Linked DNA regions of Hordeum vulgare: region 2 is linked to region 1. Evidence: chromatin contacts called from public Hi-C data. All regions are on one chromosome and are shown on one strand. Each heading gives the region's core, a stretch centred on a gene start, on an enhancer-like site or on the middle of the called end of the contact. The rest is flanking DNA. Distances are from core to core; before and after follow the strand shown.

Region 1 (4,667 bases), core at 1,866-4,365:
TACTATGCCCGTTCGAAGCTCATCCGTCTGTATGCTGCCATTAAGCAGGCGCGCATTGACGCACCCGGGTGCTTGGCCTCACCGGAATATCTCTTTGAAGGCGGTCACACCTAGCTAACTCCACAACACACCACATTCGTTCCACATCCCCCTCCATTGCACCGCATCCACCATGACCGCAAGATCTAGCGCTTTGTGAGAAATCATGTCATTGGAGCAGAAGCATGAGATAGCCTCTCATGCGGCCGCTTGGCAGACCCGTCATGCTTGGCGGATCGAGCACGACATTCCGGCTAGCTCACCCGAGGTCTTCGACGACGATCCCACCATGGGTTTAGAGGACGACCCCGCGCTTGTGCATGCCAGCTTGACCATGCAACAAGCGTATGCGCACTTCGACGCTGCCATGGAAGAGGGGGAGCAGCCTGCGCCAGCTCCTATGTCGGTATTCTAGCAGGCACGGGAGGAGCAGAGGATGTGGTCTCCGAGGCGGAATACAAAAGAACTGGACGCTGGGCGCCACCGTAGGATAGATTTAGGTCCGTCTGCATCTTCTTTAATGAAAAATATCTGAATTGTAATGAATATGCTTCGGTTTATATGAAAATCAGCCGGTTTGCATGAACCACGTCTAGTATGTTTAAACTAGTGTTTGAATTGTATGCGAGTAGTATTTGATAACCGGCTTCCATGAACTGGTCCCTTGTCCGCGAACAAATGCAGGAGATAATGACGAACCAACCTCTGGTGATGATTACAGGGACATCGGTATTTCCAGTCCATCAGAATTCAAGTCCTCGTGCTCGCATTATTCCTGGATTTATTTCAAGATTTCCGACGATGCGCATTCATTGAAAGAAGTCGTTCCTGTCGACGACGGGGCGCCTATGATGAATTCGCAAATCTCAACATGATATGTCAGCTCACTATCTCGAAAGTGCTCATACGGATAGGTGTGCGTTCATAGAGGTAAGTGCATGAGCACTTACGTGTGTATTGCGTTAAAAAAATGCAGAGATAATTTACAGGTCATCGTTAGAGATGGCCTAACAACTTCAAAGATAGGAAGTCCCTCCGTTTCTAAATATAGTTTTTTTTTAATTTCATTAAAAACTACATACGAAACAAAATGAATGAATCTATAATCTAATGTATGTTTATATACATCTATATAGTCTTTTAGTAAAACCTTTAAAAAGATTTATATTTAGGGTGGAAGGAGTATGTCCTAAAATTATTCATTCCTTTCTCTCCAAATGGGAGTCATTCATTTCTTTCCAAATCGAACCATGTGGACGATGCCAGGGAGGATTTGGCACTCCTTCCTTGAGAACAAAGCAAAGTTATACGCTAATTATCTTTCCTTTCTCATGCAAGTTGGTGCACAACTAGTTCGTTCAAACATAAAGTAAGGCGAACATCCCCACAGAATAAGATCTGCAGTTGCCAATTATGCAGATAGCTGGAAAGCTCGGTGTCTTAAGATTGTGTGCTTCGCTTCGCTGGATAAAATTTGTTTTTCCCTCCTGCTACCGCCAACCAGTTTGCGATAGCACGTCATTGTCAAAATGGCGCTGTCGGACATGTTCTTGTAGCCCACCGTAGAGGGCACAATGAAAGCAACCTTAAAGCTACCAACAAATGCTCTTAAACATGTACTCCCATGATTATAATCATTCATTAGTTCGATTTGTTTAGATGTTGCAAATGTTTCATTCTCGAGAAAACAAGAGTTGAGATACTTGTGGCTGTGCGGCACTCAACTCAAGGGCACGAGAACGCACACGGCCGGCCGGAGAGAGCACCCGTACGGACACGTATCGCATGCTGAGACCAAGCTGCATGGGGAACCTGTTTTCCGGTTTCCTTGTCTTTTCATGTTTTATTTTTATTATTTTCCTCTAGTTTTCCACGGGGAAACGGGTCTACCCTGATTTTCAGTTTCCTGGTCTTTTCGGCCTACAACATGTATTGTAATGGAAAAAGTCCATTTTAAACCCTGAATTCATAGAGGTTCGGCGAATCAAACTCTTAAGTCCGAATCCCTGTCGTTTGCACCCTGAACTATATGATTCCGGTCTAAATTGAACCCTGAGACATAAAAATGCTCACGTGAGAAATGTCAACCGGAATCGGTCCTTTTTTTTTGTTAAACTGCTAAAAAAAGGTTGCCGCATGGTCTAAAAAAATAAAAAACAAAAAAGTGAACACAAAAAGTTTATAAAAACGAAAAAGTTAATAAAAAAAGCTGTCATTTTTCAAAAAATAAAATATATATATATATAAAATAGAATGAATATATATATAAAAGATAGTACGTGCCATTTTAAAATATTGTGAAGTCTGAGAGCGAGATGGACTTGACTGGGCTGGCCCAGTCATTTCCGCGTGTGCCCCTCGCAGCGCAGCCAATCCCGGTCAAATGAACAATCCCGGTTTGTCAAACAAACCCAGCGTTCTTTTTAGACCGGGATTGCATAGTCTAGGGTGCAATCGACAGGGATTTTGAGTAGGAGGTTCATTTCGTCGAACCTTTACAAATTCAGATTTTAAAATAGACTTTTTCCTATTGTAACACTAGGTTAAGAAAGGAAACACGGAGTGTGCTATGCAATGAGCACACACGCAATATAGTAGGGAGCACAGAGTTACTACGCGTGGAGTATACTGTCAATTACTTTCACTGTTTTTAAATACTTGTTGAAAAAAGCTAGATTAGTTTTCTCCAATAACAAATGTTATGATATAGAAGAAGTACACAAAAGGAAGGCACAAAGTGCACTACGCGCGAAGCACAAGTTACAAATTGTTTTTCGATTGGATCAGCTTAAGCGATAAATTGTTTTGAAATCGGATCTAAAAAAAACATGTTCCATCCATCCCCGTCCATGGGAGAATAACCCACCAAAATTTCTTCATGATTTTAGGGGAGTTTTTGGATAATCTTTGCAAAGGGCCCAAAAATTCTTGACTAGACTGGTGATTTCGGAGATTTTTTTCTATCGCCAAATGAATGAATTGTTTTCATTTTCGTCCTGTATGTGGAACATGAACCAGAGGCCAAGGCCCATGCTTGCTTAGCATTCACTCATTTCACGCGTCATTCATACAATGGAAAAGGGAGAATAGCCAAAATGCCGCTAGTTGAAACCACAAGTGCCAAAAGCACGGTCGGCCTAGTAGTACCCTGCTTCCCCGGACTTCAGCAAGCCCCGGTTTGTTATCCATGCCCTTTTCATATCATGTATGGTGTGTAAAATGTTCCAGCAAGTAGATAATACCAAATTAAGGTGGGGTAAATGACAACAGACAACAATTTAAATTAAGGTTAACTCAGCCAAATGCTGTTCATTGGCATAAATCATAAGTCTTATAGACGGTACATTCAGAATTTTAGACTCACAAAATCTTCCAGAATAGCAATATATAAACACAATAAAAGAAACAACAGCTAGGCAACAAGTCCATCTACAATCTACAATGCTTAACTTATTCCTCTTCCGCCGCCTGCTTGCGCCTTCTGAGCTCTTCTGCTATGTCGAGCTCCAAGCCTAGTCTTGCAGATAGCAAACTAGATTTCTTCAGATTTGCATCAGTCAAACTAATTTTGAGCTGGATCCAAGTTTAGCGAATGTACGCATGTACCAGAGGCGCTTCAGTTAGCACTTGCTGTGTTTTGGCCTTTTCAGCAGCTTGTGGCTAGGTGCGGCGTGGTCATCCTGCAAAACATGCGGCTAAGAACGTAAAGTACACTAAACCAGGAAATTTGCAGTACCGTACAGCGGGTGCACCAGGTCCTTTTTTTTTTGCTATTTTCCTTTGACTCTAACCAGGTTGGTTTTTACAAAAGCATCTCTATGAAATGAAAGCCTGACATATAGTTTTTGTCTAAATTCTCACCTTATATAGTGATGCCGCAGAATCAGACTTCATGGCTTGATACTGGTTTTGACCAAGAGACTGGACAGTCTCAAGTGCATCTACTGTAAGCTGCCAGCCACAAAATGCTGCACTATTTGTGCTGGAACCAGTATTCATAGTGCAAGCAGTGGCAACATATCCATTAACCCATGGACAATAGTTGTTGTGATGCTTGATTGGATCAAACTCTGGAAGACCCGTTTCAGAATCATTTTCCCCATTCGTTGCTCCTGAAATACAAATGACAAAATGTAAATAACATATTCACAATAAGATTAAATTTACTGAATGCCACAAAATGCAAAATTCTATTAAATTTACTGAATGCCACAAAACGCAAAATTCAGCATCCAAGCATAGGTCATATACAGGACCACAGCTTGGCAGTCATTTGACTAAGTATGGGATGCCAAACTGCTACCGGGTCAACTGTCAAGTCATCAACATCTTGAATTCTTGATGACAAATATTTTAGTTGATAAATAAATTGTCGCAATGATGTATACTTTTCAGCTCAGAAGCACCTCATATAAGATTTGATTAATATGGTTTAACAAAATCAGGCATATGTAACGTGTAAGCACAAAGAGAATAGTTAGATGCTCAAGTACCAAGATCATTTCCTGGGTCATACTCGTCCTTCGTCAGCATTTTACCAGTCTGGGTCACTTCATCTTTAGATAAATCAATGCCAGAATAAACTCTTGCATTGCAAGAAAGGGAATGTTGCAGGTTACTCTCCTGGC
Region 2 (4,312 bases), core at 778-3,277, 600 kb before region 1:
CGACTCCGCCTTCTCCTGCGGCGCGCCTGCCACACACACTGATCACACAGCAGCGTTCAAATGACAGGGTAGAGCAAGTAACATAAGAAGGCACGGGCAAAGGAAACAAGAGACATGCATATATGTGGTGTAACTCACCAATGAAGCACGCAAGGATCAAAAGACCCTTCATGATCAGCTCCTCTCTCTTCATGTGTGAAACAAAACTAACTCAAAAGAAGACCTCTCTCTCTCTCTCTCTCTCTCTCTGACCCGTCTCTTTCCCTCCCTCCCCTGTGTAAGCCTTAGGGAATATAATGGGAGTCTGAGCGAAGAGCGCCTGTGTCAACAGGAAAGAAGCTACTGTCCATGCAAAGGCCACTGGATTTCAGTTCACTACTCGAGTCACTAAGCAACTCATGAACCAAAAAAAGTCCCCAGGTTGCTCACCGTGCATGGTGCATACTTATGGCCATGGCAGAGAGCGGCTTGCGTGTGCTGTGTAGACCAATGCAGATCAGATGCCTTTATGAATATAAAACAACACCGAGAATATCGGATGACTTGAAGGCCAGGAAACCATAGATTCTGCTGCCATGCGGTGGAGATATGCATGCATGGCCATGATTTCTAAAGGGACAAAAGGAAACCAGGCAATGGATTCCACGAGATCTCTCAAAGGGGCCAAGTGCATGCTGTGTTACCTTTACTTTTTTTGCTGTTTCATGGTAGAATGTGTCGGAGCTTCACGAGCAAAAGCTTTTCTTGTGGATTAAGGGAAGAACCTCCATTCACTTTACAAAGCTAGACTCAAGCCTAATGAATGAGGTTTGGTGAACCAGATTGCCTTGACTGACCTACACCACCTGCCAAGTGCCAATGGAACAAATGACATGCTGAAGCATATATATAAGGGAAGTAACAAGGCTTGAAAAAACAAGCAAGCTGCAGTGAAACAGATAAACAGGACAGGTAACATAGCATACTAAATAGAATGGAGCAGCTAGGAGTGAAAAAGAAAAACTGATACAAGGCTCCTCAGCTCGGTCGCCCAACAGGCCAATCCTCATTCCCTGCTAGTAGCTGGCGAGAACTCAATTTGGCTCAGCCACCGCCACATGCGAGAAACTTTATAAGCTTAACAAGAAACCACTGGCACAAAGTGGTGCCAGAAACTTCTTTGAGAATGGAAACTATACTAGCAGAAACCATCAGTGGTGATCCCAATGAGTTGAGACATATGGAACAAAGCAACACCAACTATAAAGTTTAAAGAGGACTTATAACTATAATATTGGGCTAACCTACCTTTGATGTTTGTCATGAAGAAACTTGTATCTTTAGACAATATATAGGGTCTTGCATTCATTTACTGAAAAAGGCATCGTCAAAACACAACCTGATCATGTCCTGCGGACCTACTTTTCACATGCAAATCTACAGCGAATACTTGTCACACAAGGGAAGCCTGCAAGTAACTACAACTGTGTTTGTTGGAATGTAGATTTCGAATCGCAGTCTGGCAAACAGTCATATCTCAGTTTTGTCTCCACTGAAATGATTAATTTTGGTTACATATGGATAACTAAAAGTACTCAAATATATTCAAAAAGTCTGTAACTCGCACATCCTCAGAAAGAATGGATTCATGGGAGAGGTGCCATTTTGGTATCTTACACACATACCAATAATACTAGTTACAGGACCACCCGAAAAACATGCCTCATGTCATTGTCTGTTCAGAAAACAAAATATGGCTCGTGTCGTTGTACTTTTCTTGCTTGTATTCTTTTTCTAGGATCGCCTAGTAAAGCAGGGCAGCCAAGCAGTTAGAACACCGCTGGAAGCTGGTAGAGTCTTTGACCATGCAGACTATTTTAGAGTAGCAATTTCTGAAATACGATAGGCAAGAGGTGCAGCATTAGAATTGTAGCATATACTAGCAGTATCAGCTCCAAACCTGATTTCTGCTGTATCTCTGGTTGCTTCTGTTTCCCGCTTCCACATTTTGTAAGTTGGGACTAGATATGAGAATAATAGATGAGGTTACCCCCACACTTCCTTTCAGAAATTGGATACTGTGGTTGAATCAACAGATGTGTCGACATCTGAACTTCTACAGAACTTGTTATGCAACCAGAACTTGGAAATTTTCATCATAATATTTCCAATGCTAGAGTGGTGCTAGCAGTATCCAGCTTCAACCTTGCTTCCTGATGTGCCATGTCCTGAAGCTTATTTTTTCCACTAGACATCTAATGAGTTAGACCAAGACTAAGATTGCAGCGACCTGTAAGGCTGTAATAGATGAGGTTGCCCCAATGCTTTCACTGCAGTAGTCATGTGCAACAGAAACCATATGCTGTGGTTGAGTCAAAACATGAGCTGTCAACAAATGAAGTTCTACAGAACTGTTCTGCAACCATAAGACACCGCCATTCCCCTGATTATACGGCACGGAACCTCATAAACATTGCATTCATCACTGTCAATCAATACATGAATCAACTACCAATAATCTTTACATGAACATTCCCCCCCTTTGAAATGGTGGAACCTACTGCGATCCCTAACAATGATTTCACGGTCATATACCTTAGATATTAGCTTAATTACCAAATGACAGTCTCCACACATCCTCAAGTTCTTCACTATCCTGATAGGAGAGCCAGGAAGACTCTTCAGCAAGGCAAAGGCAATGGCCAGCCTCTCGCTATGGTAGTTTAAAGCAGTCTCTTTCTCTTCCTCCTCTATATCTGCCAATACATTGCTTGTGCGGGGGACGTAACCTTGGCACCTCAATCTCTCAGCTATCTCGGCTAGCGTTTGGTATATCTGATCACTCTCAGGATGTGATCTATCGCCCATAACGAACTCATACACAGAGTTGCGGAGCTCCACAAGGCTATGCCCTGGGTTTTTCCTCACTCCATGTGTAGCCATTGTCTTCCTAAGCACATGGGCATCTGCCCACCTCCCAACAGCAGCATACAGATTTGAGAGGAGGACATAATCGCCGCTGTGCCCAGGATCAAGCTCAACCAGCCGTGCCCAAGCAGCCTCCCCGAGTTCCAACTTCTTGTGCATAGCACAAGCACCTAGCAATGTCCGCCACACAACAGCGTTGGGCTCCATTGGCATCGTGGTGATATAATTGTGCGCTTCCTCAACTCTTCCAGCTCTTCCCAGCAGATCCACCATACATCCAAGGTGTTCGATCCCTGGTGCTATGCCATACTTGTCCTGCATCTCATTGAAATATCGAAACCCATCGTCGACCAACCCGCAGTGGCTACAAGCATACAGCACTCCTACCATAGTGATATCAGTTGGGATAAGCCTCTCCCTCTCCATCAGACCGAACAGCTCAAGGGCATCCTTCCCAAACCCATTCCCTGCCAAACCCACGATCAGTGACGTCCACGAGACCACGGTCCTTGCCACCCCCATCTCCTCAAACACCTTCCATGCATCCTCAACTCCGCCACACTTGGCATACAGATCAATCAGCGCGTTGCCGACATGGCTGTTCCCTACTAACCCAACCTTGGACGCAAACACATGCACCCTCCTGCCGAGAGTGAGCGCCCCGATCTCCGCACATGCAGTTAAAACACTGACGATGGTGAATCCATCCGGCATGAGGTCCGCCTCCAACGTCTCCCGGAAGATTGTCAATACCTCGTTCGGCCTCCCATTGGCGGCAAACCCGTTCATCACGGAGTTCCAGGAGACGAGGTTCCGCTCCAGCACCGGAATTTCGTCGAACACCCTGTGGGCGCTCTCAAAGAGGCCGCACGCGCCATAGTGGTGGACGAGCGAGTTCTTGACGAACACGAGCGCCACTAGGCCGTTCTTGGCGGCCTCGGCGTGGAGGCTCTCGCCTTCGCGAAGTGCAAGGAGGCGCGTGCAGGCCTGGAGGAGCGGCGGGTAGGTGTGCGTGTCGGGCGGCGCGAGGCGGCGGCGGTGGAGCGCGAGCGCGATGCGTGGGTGCGCCGAGGACGCGGCGATGCGGAGGACCGTGTTGAGGGAGAAAGGGTCCGGGTCGGGGAGGAGGCAGGAGAGGACAGTGACGGCGTAGAGGAGCGGTGGAGGGCCGGCGCGGAGAGAAGCGAGGTGGAAGAGGAGGTGTTTGGCGAGGAGAGGGTGGGAGAGGGGCACGCCAGCCGCACGGAGAGCGCGCGCGTGAATCTGCTTGGCGGCAGCGACGGAGGGAGACGGCAGGTGGAGGCGGAGGAGCGCGACGCAGTGGCGCAGCGCCGGGTGCGTGGAAGGTGCGGGAGCGATTGCCTCGCGCATGGCAATGCCCTGCGCCCGGTAGGGGTTCGTGGTT

What was found. Hi-C and Micro-C count contacts between places; a contact is called where the count stands out from the background.
Region 2: a Hi-C map of leaf shows a contact between it and region 1, with 2.9 times the contacts expected there. The contact joins the promoter of LOC123426268 here to the enhancer-like site in region 1. A contact is called at or near these places in 2 of 6 Hi-C or Micro-C datasets (leaf and seedling).

What each region holds. Positions count from the first base shown.
Region 1 is chr2H:355,352,134-355,356,800 of MorexV3_pseudomolecules_assembly, reverse strand. It overlaps LOC123427236, which reads right to left. Exons shown (of 23, transcript XM_045111233.1): 21 at 4,533-4,667; 22 at 3,901-4,151; 23 at 3,323-3,719. The coding sequence ends at 3,660. Among protein-coding and RNA genes, the nearest start is that of LOC123427236, 16 kb to the right of the region's middle. Within about 2 kb of position 3,115, at least 2 of the 3 cell types and tissues checked have open chromatin away from gene starts, as enhancers often do. A contact at or near this core is called in leaf, where this site is marked.
Region 2 is chr2H:355,953,444-355,957,755 of MorexV3_pseudomolecules_assembly, reverse strand. LOC123426268 (major pollen allergen Ole e 10-like) reads right to left here and starts at 2,027. Exons shown (of 5, transcript XM_045110067.1): 1 at 1,940-2,027; 2 at 139-845; 3 at 1-38. The coding sequence starts at 193. LOC123426267 (pentatricopeptide repeat-containing protein At4g21065) reads right to left here. Exons shown (of 1, transcript XM_045110066.1): 1 at 1,562-4,312. The coding sequence starts at 4,278. The coding sequence ends at 2,488.